Linked DNA regions of Mus musculus: all the other regions are linked to region 3. The links are chromatin contacts, called in public HiCAR-type and promoter capture Hi-C maps. All regions are on one chromosome and are shown on one strand. The core of a region is the stretch at or near the end of the contact, and the rest is flanking DNA. Distances in the headings are between cores, read along the strand shown.

Region 1 (3,890 bases), core at 426-2,925, 740 kb after region 3:
TTTGCCCCATACGCTGATGGCTATAATCCAGTATTCACACCTCCACTGCGTTCAATAAAATCTTGACACAGGAAGAGTTCTCATTTGGAAAATATAGATTTTGTAACTTGGGGCAGCTACAGAAGGAGAATTTGTTAACTGTTCCAACTCCAGTGTTCACCTACGTGGCCTTGCTCTCTCTTGTTAATTCAGCTGGTGTAAGAGGTCATTCCCCAGGTGGGAAGGTAGCAGCTTCATACAAGGAAAAAAGGAGGGAGGGAGGGAGGGAGGAAGGGAGGGAGGGAGGGAGGGAAGGGGGCCCAGGCTGGGTTACCAAGTGCTTGCAGGAATACACTAGCTTTGTTTGGCGAAATGACAGAGACTATGTCCAGAATTGCCTGCTGTCAGTGGGTTAATATTCAGAAAGAGTCACTGACAGATGGAAATTTACTCCCGGCTAAACCTTCCTAGTCTGTGGGTTTGGTGAGCTTTAAGAATGGGATGTATCAAGTTCTCAGTAAATACCACATAAATAAATAATGGGTGAATATATAGTCTTTTATTTTTCTCTGTGTGTCAGTGTGTGTGTCTGTGTGTGTGTGTATCCGTGTGTATCTGTGTGTTTGTATCTATGTATGTGTATCTATGTATATGTCTCTGTGTGTATCTGTGTCTGTGTGTGTCTCTGTGTGTTTATCTGTGTCTTTGTGTGTGTATCTATGTATGTTTCTGTGTATCTATGTATGTGTCTGTTATGTGTCTGTGTATGTCTGTGTATGTATCTGTGTCTGTGTGTGTGTGTGTGTGTGTGTATGTATGCATGCATGTGTGTGTGATGTAAGAGTGCGAATGTGTGAGTACAAGGCACACCTACCAATGTCGGAGGACAACCTCAGGTTTCTGATCTTATCTTCTATCATATTGGAGGCACTGGCTCTTGTTATTCCCCTTAGCACATGCCAGGCTAGCCCACACATTCAGCATATACCAGGCTAACCCACAAGCTTCCAGTGATTCTCCAGTCTCTGCCTTCCATCTCGCCCTAAGCATTTTGGGATTACAGACATGTTACTGCTTACAGATTTATGTGTGGTCTGGGGATCCAACCTCAGGTCCTTGCACTTGCCTGGCCATCAGGTACCCACTGAGCCACTTCCCCAGCCCTCTTTGTGTCTGCAAAGCACAGATGCTAAAGCCCCCAGATGTTCAGTGAGCTCTTCAGGGACATGTGCAAAATCTTAAGTGATGAAGGTTACAAGATGGGACATTTTTAAAATATCACCCAATGTGACCAGGGGCTCTGGAGTCTGGCTCTGGGTTTGTTTCCAGATTGTACCTCTGGGCCTATAGATCACAAAAGGCAGACACTCATCTCTTGCTTTCTGTAGTATTTCCAACACCCGGCACAGCATCCAGTCCATATTAGATATTCAAGCAACATTTAAACACTTGCTATTTCTCCATCTTGGGAACAGGGTCCCTCTGCATGAAACTGGAGGATGTTGGTGCCAAGGTTTCCCATGTCTCTGTGAGAGAGGCCGTCTGCTCCCTGTCCTTATTTCAAACCCCATTTCCCGGTTCCCTCAGTGAAGGTGGGCAAGGCTCCAAGCCATTCCCTCCGTATTGTACCATCCTCCCTGCTAGCTCTTATTTTCATAAGGAAAACCACAGAAATGTAATCATAATGGCAAACAGTGAGTCAATCAATTACTTCATTGTCCGCGTTGTAAAATGAATCCCAGAACTACCACAGACCTCCCGATCTCCAACCTCAGCAGCCAGAGATTCCCCTGGACTTTCAAGCTAGGTGGTTCCAGCCACTCTCCCCAGAGGGCGACTCCCATCCCAGTGGCACGCTTTCTCCGTGACTTCTGGGCCAGTCCCCACAGGAGTCCTCGGCCTTCTTTCTCCATCTTTTCTCTGGAGGGTGCCCCACAATGGTCCTCAGCCTGGAGCAGCAGAAGTCACATATTCCACGGTTCGCAAGGCAGTGATTGAAGAACTAAGTCCCCCACAGAGAACGTAAACTCTTCCCCTCTTGGGATTCTCCCACAGCCAGGGGATGATCACAATCCATGAACCACAGTGGAGCGAAAACAGAAACACAAGCCGAGTTTCTCTGTTGGTCCCAACAGGCACTGCCTTAGCCACCCAAGAAGCTCATGTCTCTCGTCTGAGAACTCTTTTTCCCAAAGAGAGACAGCCAGCAGTGGCTCGTTCTGTGAGGCTGAGGTCTACACTATCATGACGAGGTCCAGATGTGAAGATCCGCCCTTTGACCTCGAACAGACTGTGTGACCTCAAAAGAATCGCTGCCATCACACCCTTCAGACTCTTCCTTTAAACCGTAGATCTAAGGCTGGCAAGATGGCTCAGTAGGTAAGGGTGCTTATAGCCAAGCGTGACAACCTAAGTTCAATCCCAGGACCAAATGGTAAAAGGAGATGACCAATGCCTACAAGTTGTCCTCTGACTTCTACATATGTGCAACGGCATCAGTAGGTAGGTAGATAGATAGATAGATAGATAGATAGATAGATAGATAGATAGATAGATGATAGTTAGATACATAGATAAATGTAATTTTAGATACTTTACGTATGAGATTTGAAAAATAAAGGGTTGAGCCAGTGAGATGACTGAGCAAGTAAAGAGAGACACCTGATTCTATGTCTAAAAACCTAAGTTCTGCCCCCTGGACGACTATGATAGGAAAAGACGACTGAAGCCTGCACATTGTCCTAAGGCTAAGCTTTATCCCTCCCCAAGGTCTGCCTTCTGCAGCCTTCCCTCTAGAATGGCCCCACCTCCTAAAGGATCCGCAGCGTCCCTAAACAGTGGCTGCAACTGAGAACCACGTTTTCAGTCACGTGATCCCATGGGAGCAATTCCCGTTCAAAGCTAACATTCTGCCCCCTGGCTCCCATGGACTGATGGGCATTACATGGAGGAAAGAAAACGTGCATCTCAAAGCAGTAACCATGCCACAGGGTAGGCTCACTGTGCAGTCATCACGTTTCTTCTGCCCAACAATTTGTTTTTCAATCCAGACCTGAAACTATCCGGACATGGGCAGGACACCATTAGAACTTTAGCCAGAAGCTTATACAAATGGTCTCTAGCCTGGCTCCCAAGAGAGTCCTTACCCCTCTGAAATCCCACAAACGCGGCCTTAACAAGTCTGTACCCCAGTCTCTGCGTCCGTCCCCCGCCCCCCCCCCCCGGGATGAACCACTAAGCTCTGCTTGTAGCATTCTGGGGATCTCTGGCCCACAGCTCCAAAGCCATCCAAATTCCTCCTCCTCCAAAGGCCTCAGAACCACAAAGTTAAGCTTGTCAAGGCAAAGACCCTAGTTACTGTACAAATTGTATATATTAGCTATTTATCCTATGTCTGTGACAGGACCACCCTAGGGGACGTAGGATTTGCAATTTTGACTCATAATTCAGAGGGAGCAGCCCATCACAGTGAAGAAGACAAATGGCTACTAAATTGGTTTGATCCATGGTGGCAGAGTGGGAGTTTATTTCTCATCTCTCAGTAAATCAGGGTCATTTCAGAGACAAGTTCCGGTCCTTCAAGTAGGCTAGCCCCACCCCTGCCCCACCCCTGCCCCGCCCCCGCGAGTCCCCACCCTCCCTAACCATCTGGGGGGGGGGGGGGCACTTCACATTCAAACTGCATTATCCAAAGAGCCACCAAGTCATCCAGTGACCGTCCATGAGAAGGCTGAGCATTTGTCTTGTCAATAACTCCTAATAGGCTGCTGCTGGAGCATTTGAATGCCAGTGGTAAGAAGGCTATCTAAGGGTGATTATGCAGGGAGGAAATCACTGGAAGATGAAACTGATTTAAATAATAAATGGCCAAGTCTACTACTCCCATTAGTGGTTTGTTTTTTGTTGTTGTT
Region 2 (3,974 bases), core at 50-2,549, 760 kb after region 3:
AACAGCCATTTTGGCTCGTGGTTTTGGCTCGTTGCCTTTTGATTGCCTTCTGAACGTGTGGCACAGAAGGGTGCTGCAGTGGGAAGCCGAGGGCCGAGGAGACCTGTTCAACCCTCAGTGTCTGCGAAGTCAGAGAGCAAGAAAGAAGAACCCACAGTCTCAGTCTCCTCTGATGCGCAGATCCCTAGTGACTTAAACGGTTACTACTGGGCCCCCAGCTAAGAGCCCCACTTTCTCTCAACAGTGATGCTGTTACAAGTCTGTGACACAGGAGACCTGTAGGGAACATCATCCATTATGTTGCTGAATGACTTGTGCTGCAGGAAACACATAATGTATTCAGGGGCTCGGTAATTCTCCTTTTAATTCTGCTTCCAACCTGCTTCCTTCCTGTGTTCCCGCTGGGATAACGTAAGCTCGGTTTCTTCCCTCGCTCCCATTGAGTTCATCTTGGTCCCCAGTTTTCAAACTGTCCGGTGGCTTAGCCCTTCAGTCCAGAAACCTCTTTTCCTGGGCATCCTGCCCTGGTTTGAATGACTTCCTGATGTAGCAGGCATGTGCGCCCACATAGCATCTGCAGGTCGCAGTAGCTTCTGACATTTTGAGGATGTGAATTAAGCTATAACGGCTCCTTTCCTCGGCTTCACAGCTTCTCTCTTTAACAGAATTCCTAAGACCTCCCGTTTGTGACCAGAAAGGAGAAAAGCACACTAGCTGAGCCTGCAGCTTCTGCCAAAGGGGTAACTATGCTGTTTCTAAAGAAGTGGGGGTGCACCATGCATGAAATAATCCTGCTAACAAAACAGATTGGGTGAATCATTAGACCATTGCTGGGTGTGTGGCTTGCAATTTCTTTCTTTTCCTTTTTCCAGAGAGGATTTCTCTATGTACCCCTGACTGTCATAAACTGGCTCTGTAGGCCAGCTTGGCCTTGAACCCACAGAGATCCATTTGCCTCTACCTCCTGAGTGCTAGGATTAAAGGCATATGCCACGACCTCCTGGCTTCATGCTTGTAATTTCAACACTTAGGAGGCTGAAGCAAGAGGATTGCTGTGGGTTCAAGGCTTAGCTTTTTCTTCTATAGGTGCTGGAATCTGCTGTGGGCCCTCACATAGCAAGTACTTTATTCACTGAGCTATCTCCTGGCCATGGGATTCTTAAACTGGGAACAAAACTGTCCAGAGAATCTCTTGTATATTGTATGGATGTATTGCCTGTCAATTAAGAAGCCTATGGCCTATAGGAAAGGATAGAATAGAAGGTGGGACATCCTGGAGGCAGAAAGGATTCTGGGATAGAGCCAGGCATGGGAAAGAGACCAGGGAAGATATGAGGAGCACAGATGCACGGTACCACAGCGGAGGTAACCAGCCATGTTGTAGAATGTAGATGAGAATAAATGGGTTATTTTAAATTATTAGCCTAGCTATATGACCTAGGTTTTTGTTTTGTCTTGTTTTGTTTTGTTTTGTTTTGTTTTCCAAGACAGGGTTTCTCTGTGTAGCCCTGGCTGTTGGCCTAGTATTTGTAAATATATTTTGAGTCTGAGTTGTTATTCCGGGAGCTTGGGGCAGGATGAAAAACAGCCCATCTTATAACACAAAACCTACTCAACCTAAAATTACCGATCAATAAATTTGAATTGTTGAATGTTGAAGTAATATATGATACTTCCAGAATATTTGATATTTTAGATAAGAGAGAAAAAAAAGAGCTGGGGATAAAAACCTAACCAAAAACAAAGAAACAAACAAAACCCAAAACAACAACAACACCCGCAGCAAAAAACCAATGCTGGAGTATCACAATATTTTATTTCAAATTATACTACTAATCCATAGTAACAGAAAGCTTAATAGTGGCACACAAACTCACACATACACACACACAAAATGGATCAATAAGAGAGAATGGAGGACACAGAAATGAACCCATGCAGGCATAAATTAACCCAGCTGTGACATATCTCTGTGTCTGGTTTACTTACATGTAGAGCCGAGACAAGGCTCTAAATTGCTGTCTTGGATTCATGAGCATCAGATAAGAGGAGGGTAAGAGGATATTTACTAATTATCCTCTTAATTGGTGGGGCCTTTCCATGCATTCTTTATGTGTGTATGTGGAATACATGTATAGGTGTATGCCTATGTTTTGCTCACATGTATGTGCCCACACAAGACATTGGATCTTTGGAACTGGAGTTATGGATGGTCATGAGCTGCCCTGTGGGTGCTGGGAACCAAACTCCAGGCCTCTGTAAGAGCAATTAGTACTCTTAGGCACTAAGCCATCTCTCCAGCCATCCCTGTACACTCTCTGGCAGCCTACGGCAGCTGCCATTCCCAATAGCTTTCATAGTCCTAGTATCTCTCATCAGGTGCTTGTAATATCTGCCCGGGGAAGGAAAAGAACCCTCTCTGACCTTCTTTTCATTTCCATCTTACAAGTCATTGGCCAGGCTCCTGTCTGCACCAAGTTACAAGCAAGATTGTCATCTCAATGGGTTCCCCTGTGTAAGAAGGGAAACAGGCAAACACAAGACCCAGTCACCTTCATCACCATGGGCTCCACAGCACTGCGTTCTGCCAGCTGTTGGCTGTAAATATTTGGGGTGGGGGCTGTGTGCCCAACCTATTCAGAGCTTGCCCTGTGGTGATTCAGGGGTGCACGCCTGAAATCCCAGCATCCTGGAGGCTGAAGCAGGAGGATTCATGAGTCCAAGGTCAGCCTGGGGTATAAGATAGACTACCAAGTTCACCAGGGCTACAATAGCACAATAGCAAGACATTGTCACAACAGCAAAACAAACAACAAAGACAAGCAATAAACCCACAGTACAGAGCCTATTTACACAGAACTTACATAATGTATCATGTCACTCTGTACCTTAACATAGACAGGACAAAAGTTTGCTGGAGAGTGGCATAGGTCATATGTAAATACTATACCACATTATATATGTGACTACAATTTCAATGAAGATATAGATTGGAAAATGGATAAAGGGAGGGAAGGAAGAAGGGAGGTGGGCAGATGGGATGGATGATGGATAGATAGATGCATAGACACATAGATCAATACATAGATACATAGATAGATAGATAGATAGACAGACAGACAGACAGACAGACAGACAGACAGATAGATAGATAGACAGATAAATACTTAGAGAGCTACAAGAATAGATACATAGATACATAAGATAGACAGCTAGAGGGATAGATAGATAGACAGACAGACAGACAAATAAATTAATCATGGTATTCCAAAACTAAAAGCCCCTGACCACTCTTAGAGATCTCTAGAGTATGAGATCTGAACTGTAAAAAGAACACCCAAAAGCAGAGTGTCATGTGTACTGCTTTCTCTGTGCCTGCGTTCAGGCCAAGTCAGTCAGAAAGCAAATGTCTGCTCTGGAAACACACTGCAGTTAGCATACAGAAAAAAAATGACACACTTAAAAAAAATTCACCTGTTTGAGCCCTAAATGGGAAAAAATTTATACACACACACACACACACATATATATATTATAGTATATATACAGTATATATATCATATATATAGTATAATTTATATATAATTTTATACATATATGTAACATATATAATTTTATTTATATATATATATATTTATTTATTTATTTATATATATATATATCCGCTTCTCATCCAAAGGCCTCAAAGCTCAGAAAGCATCATGGAATGTCAGAACACAGTCCAAGCATGGAGTTGTGTGGTCAGATTTCTGAATGCTTGTAAGAAAATGGGACAAGACTCTTGCAACCTCAGCTTCTTCAAAAACAAAAAACAGAATTGCTCTTGGAATGTGCTTGCGTGCCCATTCCAGGTGTAGTGGACTGGAGTGAGATTACTTCAGATTATTCATTACAACTGGCTGTTGTTATTTGTTTAGACAACTCTATGGAGAAACACATTTTGCCCTGTGTGTCCTTGCAATTAAACATCTTAC
Region 3 (3,950 bases), core at 1,284-3,783:
GAGCAAAGGCTTCCTGTTAACAGGGACTGCATCTGTGATATCGTTAAGAATGTGCATCATTAGTTCAGCAAACAACGCCAGGTGATGTTTTCTCTGAAGCCCTTTGTAGGCATGATGGTGGTCGGTCTGTTTAGCCTAAGTTACATTTTACTTTAAGGAGTTTGAGAAGCCCAACTACCCAGTACCTTTGTTTTTCCCTTTTGTTCTCCACTTGTGCACAACATTCTGCCTACCTAGGTGCAGTCTCAGAGTTGAAAAGACAGAATAGCTTTCTTTGCTGTCCTTGAATTTGTAACGTCTCCTCTCCTTTAACCCCCCCCCCCAAAAAAAAAAAAACCAAAAAACCATGTTTTAGCCATGCTACATACAACCACAGAGAAGTCTGGACCCTGTCGCTGGCCTGGGAAATACTCTGGCTTCCTTACAGATCTCTGTGACAATGTTCCTCTTCTCCCTTTGAACTTTTCCCAAACTGTTGTTCAGATAAGCCGAAGGCTCCAAAGGAACCTTTGCTGATATCCATCAGTATTGTTCATTCCAGGGTGAACAGGACATCTCATTTTAAAAAGGCACTTGAAAACCTCTTACCAAAAAAAAAAAAAAAAAAAAAAAAAAAAAAAAAAAACAGATGAAGATACGATCAAGAATTGGATGAGTGTTTAAAAACCCCAAGTGGTTTCCATCAGGGTTTTAATCTAGAGTATTCTTAACTTTTAGCCATAATATACTGAACTGACTGTCTTTCTTCTGTATGAATAGTTCTTACAAGCTTTTCTGGATCCTTTCTGTTTGTGGGCTGTGGAGAACTAGTCTTTTCCTCCCTCTGGGCATTATTGAATCTCTGGATTTGTGGAGCACGTTTATTATTTCATTTTATTTTATTTTTATTTTTTAAAAATTTATTTATTTATTTATTTTTATTCTGGTCTGCCATTCACCCCGCCCCCGCTCACCATTCCATCCCCGCCCCCAAGAGGATGTCGCCACCCCCTCCCCTCACTTTACCAGACCTCCCCACTCCCCAGGGCCTCAAGTCTCTCAAGGGTTAGGTGCATCTTCTCTGAGGCCAGACCCAGCAGTCCTCTGCTGTATATGTGTTGGCCGCCTCATATCAGCTGGTGTATGACGCCTGGCTGGTGGCTCAGTTTCTGAGAGATCTCCGGGTTCCAGGTCAGTTGAGACTGCTGGTCTTCCCATGGGGCTGCCCTCCTCCTCAGCTTCTTCCAGCTTTTCCCCAATTCATCCACAGGGGTCCCCCGCTTCTGTCCATTGGTTGGGTGCTAGTATCTGCATCTGACTCTTTCAGCTGCTTGTTGGGCCTCTCAGAGGGTTCATTATATTTTCAACTGGTCCACAGCATATTCATATCAACTGCTGTTTTTCAGGTGAAAGCATTGTTCCTTCTGTTCTAGATGAATCACTGGAGATGTTTACGCAATCAAAAGGCTGGTCTTTCTTCACACTGAACTACCCAGAATGGGCACCACAGCCCTCGAGCGCAGGGGCGTTTGGGAAAGTGACAGTCTTTGGATCTGAGGACAGGAAGATATCCTGTGATTAGACTTCACGTTGCCATCTAGAACCTAGTTCCATGGGACAGTAGGATTAAGAACACATGCATAGTATAGTTCAACACGTAAGTCTGTGATCGTATTTCAAAATTCAGAGGCAGGTCTTTCCAAGTCAAGGTCAACATGTCAGGAAACATGGACAATGGGAACGGGGCAGGGTAAACATCTCCAAGCAAGAATAAAGCGGGGTGGGGGTGGGGCTGACCGGCCCTCCCTTCCCCCAACAAAGTAGACTCCATCAAAGGGAACAACGTTTGTGAGTTGTCATTCCATCCTTTGTGAAGGTGCGGGGCTGCTGTGGGGGTAGGAGTCCATCTCCCCGCCTGGCACGGTGTCCTAGGCATCAGCGAAGGCCTGGAAAGCATTCTACATTCGCCTGCATAGGTTCATTCACATCTCTGTGGTCCTGCGCTGGGCGCTTCCTCTAGCGGAGTAAAATAACAAGAGCGCAGACGGACCTGTCGGGATGCAGCCCGCCCTTGGGAGCCCTTTTGTTCTAGGCAATAAAAACCAACACACAGTGAAAATAAATCAAAACTCAGCATCCATATCCCTCTCCTCCTTCTCGATCTCTCCATGCTTTCAGGAAAAGCGACAGAAGCATCTTTGCTCGTTTGCATCCCTAGGGTGGGGTGGGGGCTGGGGAGGTAACAAGCCATGGGAGGCGGGCATTGTATCCACTGGGGGGTGGGGGGGACGACGCAATCTGTATTGCCAGCTGAGGCTGAGGTGGCAGGCTCAAGCAGCTTGGACTCTCTGTAGCTCCTAGCTGCCTACCAGGGTTGCGCGGAGCAGCTCCAGGTTCCTGAGGCTGAAGCCCCCGGTCGCGCGCCGCCGCGCCCCGCCCCATCGTCCCCGCAGCCTCGCGGGCTGCTGGGCTTTGTGGTTCGCCGGTGCCGCTGGGCCCCTGCTGGGGGTGTCGTCAGGAGCATGTGCAGACAGCAGCCCAAGGTAGAGCGAGCGTGCCGGGCGAGCCCTAAGACTTGCCTGGCAATGCCATGTTTGTGTGGGTGCTCTAACTCCGGGAGAGCAATTAGGGAGACGGCTCCCCGGCCGCACTTGGCTCATGTTTTCTTGTTTCTGTTTCAGCCTTCAGGATAATTCCTTCGGCAGCGCCGCTGTAACTGAGTAAGTGCTTCTTGCCCTTACAATCGACTTGCATTCCTGTCTCCGAAGCAACTATGGTGAAGGTATCCCCTCCCGCTGCCACCCCACTCCACCCCACCCCACCCCTGTCCCCAAGCCCTCTTTCCAGGCGATGCATTGTCTCCTGGATCCTGAGGCTGCGAGGCTGGCGGGGCCCACAAACCTCACACAGGTTGCAGCCAGTATTTTGGCAGCTCGGGGTGGAGGGTGCGCGGGGGTAGGGAGTGAGGAGCGGAAGCGGGGGGTGGGGGGAGTAATAAACCTAGCTTGATTGCTGCGGGAGGCTCCGTGGCCCAAAATATGCAATCTTGGAGCTTAGCTTAAAAAAAAATCTATGTGACATGTCAGAAAGGAAGCTGGGTTGTATTTTGCCAACATGAGTGTCAGTTTTCATGGAGTGCACGCAGTGTACATTTGCCCCAAATAGACGGATGTGAGCTAGCAGGAGTTTAATTCCAGCATATTTAAACAGGGTAAACTCACCTTCCCTCTCCGTGTGTACAGATTTTTAAGACACAGTGCGGTAAACTTTTCTAGATGCCTTTTTGTGATTTTTCTCGTCTGGCCACAATAATGTGACTATAGAGAAACGCCTTGCCTGACTAACAACCTAATAACAGTTCATAGTGGAGGGAAGGGAAATAATGTTTTACTCTAGGCCAGCCCGTGTGTGTGCGTGTGTGTGTGTGTGTGTGTGTGTGTGTGTTGATATTGATAGTGCTTTGTTTTTATTTTGGTCATCTCTTCCTTAGTATTTTCTTAATAGAATCTATATATCAGAGGTGAACGTGGAGTAGATTTTGCTGGCACTGTATGCAATTCACATATAGCTGGGAGTATAAACTATATGTATTCCATTTTATCGTAGGGAAATTAGTGTTTACTTCTGGGACCTTTTGGTAAAAGCTACTCGGTAAAAGCTTTTTGCAGCAGGCTGTGTGTGTGTGTGCATGCGCAAAGTTGTGTATCCCACTACTTAAGAGAATTGTGAGTTTCATACAGAGGCTACAAGTGGCTTAGAAGCTGTTTGCTAAAGAAACCTGAACAGTGACGAGAGCATCTTTTGGCTTTCAGATCCTGCCACTGTTGCAGAGACTTGGAGAGGGAGGGCTGAGGTTCCACTGTGCTTTCTGGGCCTCTTCCCCATGCACTTTTGCTTGTCTGGTTTGCTACTGACTTAGTACCCCGCTTTGAGCTCATCTAAGTGGGGTCTCTTTAAAATAAGGACCAGGT

The links. Promoter capture Hi-C pulls out the DNA fragments that hold promoters and counts their contacts. HiCAR-type assays count read pairs that join an accessible place to other places.
Region 1: a promoter capture Hi-C map of the 3T3-L1 cell line shows a contact between it and region 3, with 7 times the contacts expected there. The contact joins the enhancer-like site here to the promoter of Fam13c in region 3. A contact is called at or near these places in 5 of 39 promoter capture datasets (the 3T3-L1 cell line, the C10 cell line, hippocampal neurons and 1 more), 2 of 115 datasets of contacts at active chromatin or transcription factors (embryonic stem cells and stem cell-derived neural progenitor cells) and 1 of 9 other capture datasets (liver).
Region 2: a HiCAR-type map of astrocytes shows a contact between it and region 3, with 3 times the contacts expected there. The contact joins the promoter of 1700113B09Rik here to the promoter of Fam13c in region 3. A contact is called at or near these places in 2 of 39 promoter capture datasets (cranial neural crest and hippocampal neurons), 1 of 15 datasets of contacts at CTCF or cohesin (the NIH/3T3 cell line), 4 of 115 datasets of contacts at active chromatin or transcription factors (astrocytes, embryonic forebrain, embryonic hindbrain and 1 more) and 1 of 9 other capture datasets (embryonic stem cells).

Annotation. Positions count from the first base shown.
Region 1 is chr10:71,183,631-71,187,520 of GRCm38.p6, forward strand. The region is part of intron 1 of Gm34328 (a long non-coding RNA gene); the gene reads left to right. Among named protein-coding and RNA genes, the nearest start is that of C730027H18Rik, 3.5 kb to the left of the region's middle. Within about 2 kb of position 1,676, at least 18 of the 459 cell types and tissues checked have an H3K27ac peak or open chromatin away from gene starts, as enhancers often do.
Region 2 is chr10:71,200,446-71,204,419 of GRCm38.p6, forward strand. It overlaps 1700113B09Rik (RIKEN cDNA 1700113B09 gene), which reads left to right and starts at 1,300. Exons shown (of 2, transcript NR_131003.1): 1 at 1,300-1,365; 2 at 3,680-3,974. Gm34328 (a long non-coding RNA gene) reads left to right here. Exons shown (of 3, transcript XR_380563.3): 3 at 666-699.
Region 3 is chr10:70,438,377-70,442,326 of GRCm38.p6, forward strand. It overlaps Fam13c (family with sequence similarity 13, member C), which reads left to right and starts at 2,534. Exons shown (of 14, transcript NM_024244.4): 1 at 2,534-2,699. The coding sequence starts at 2,638.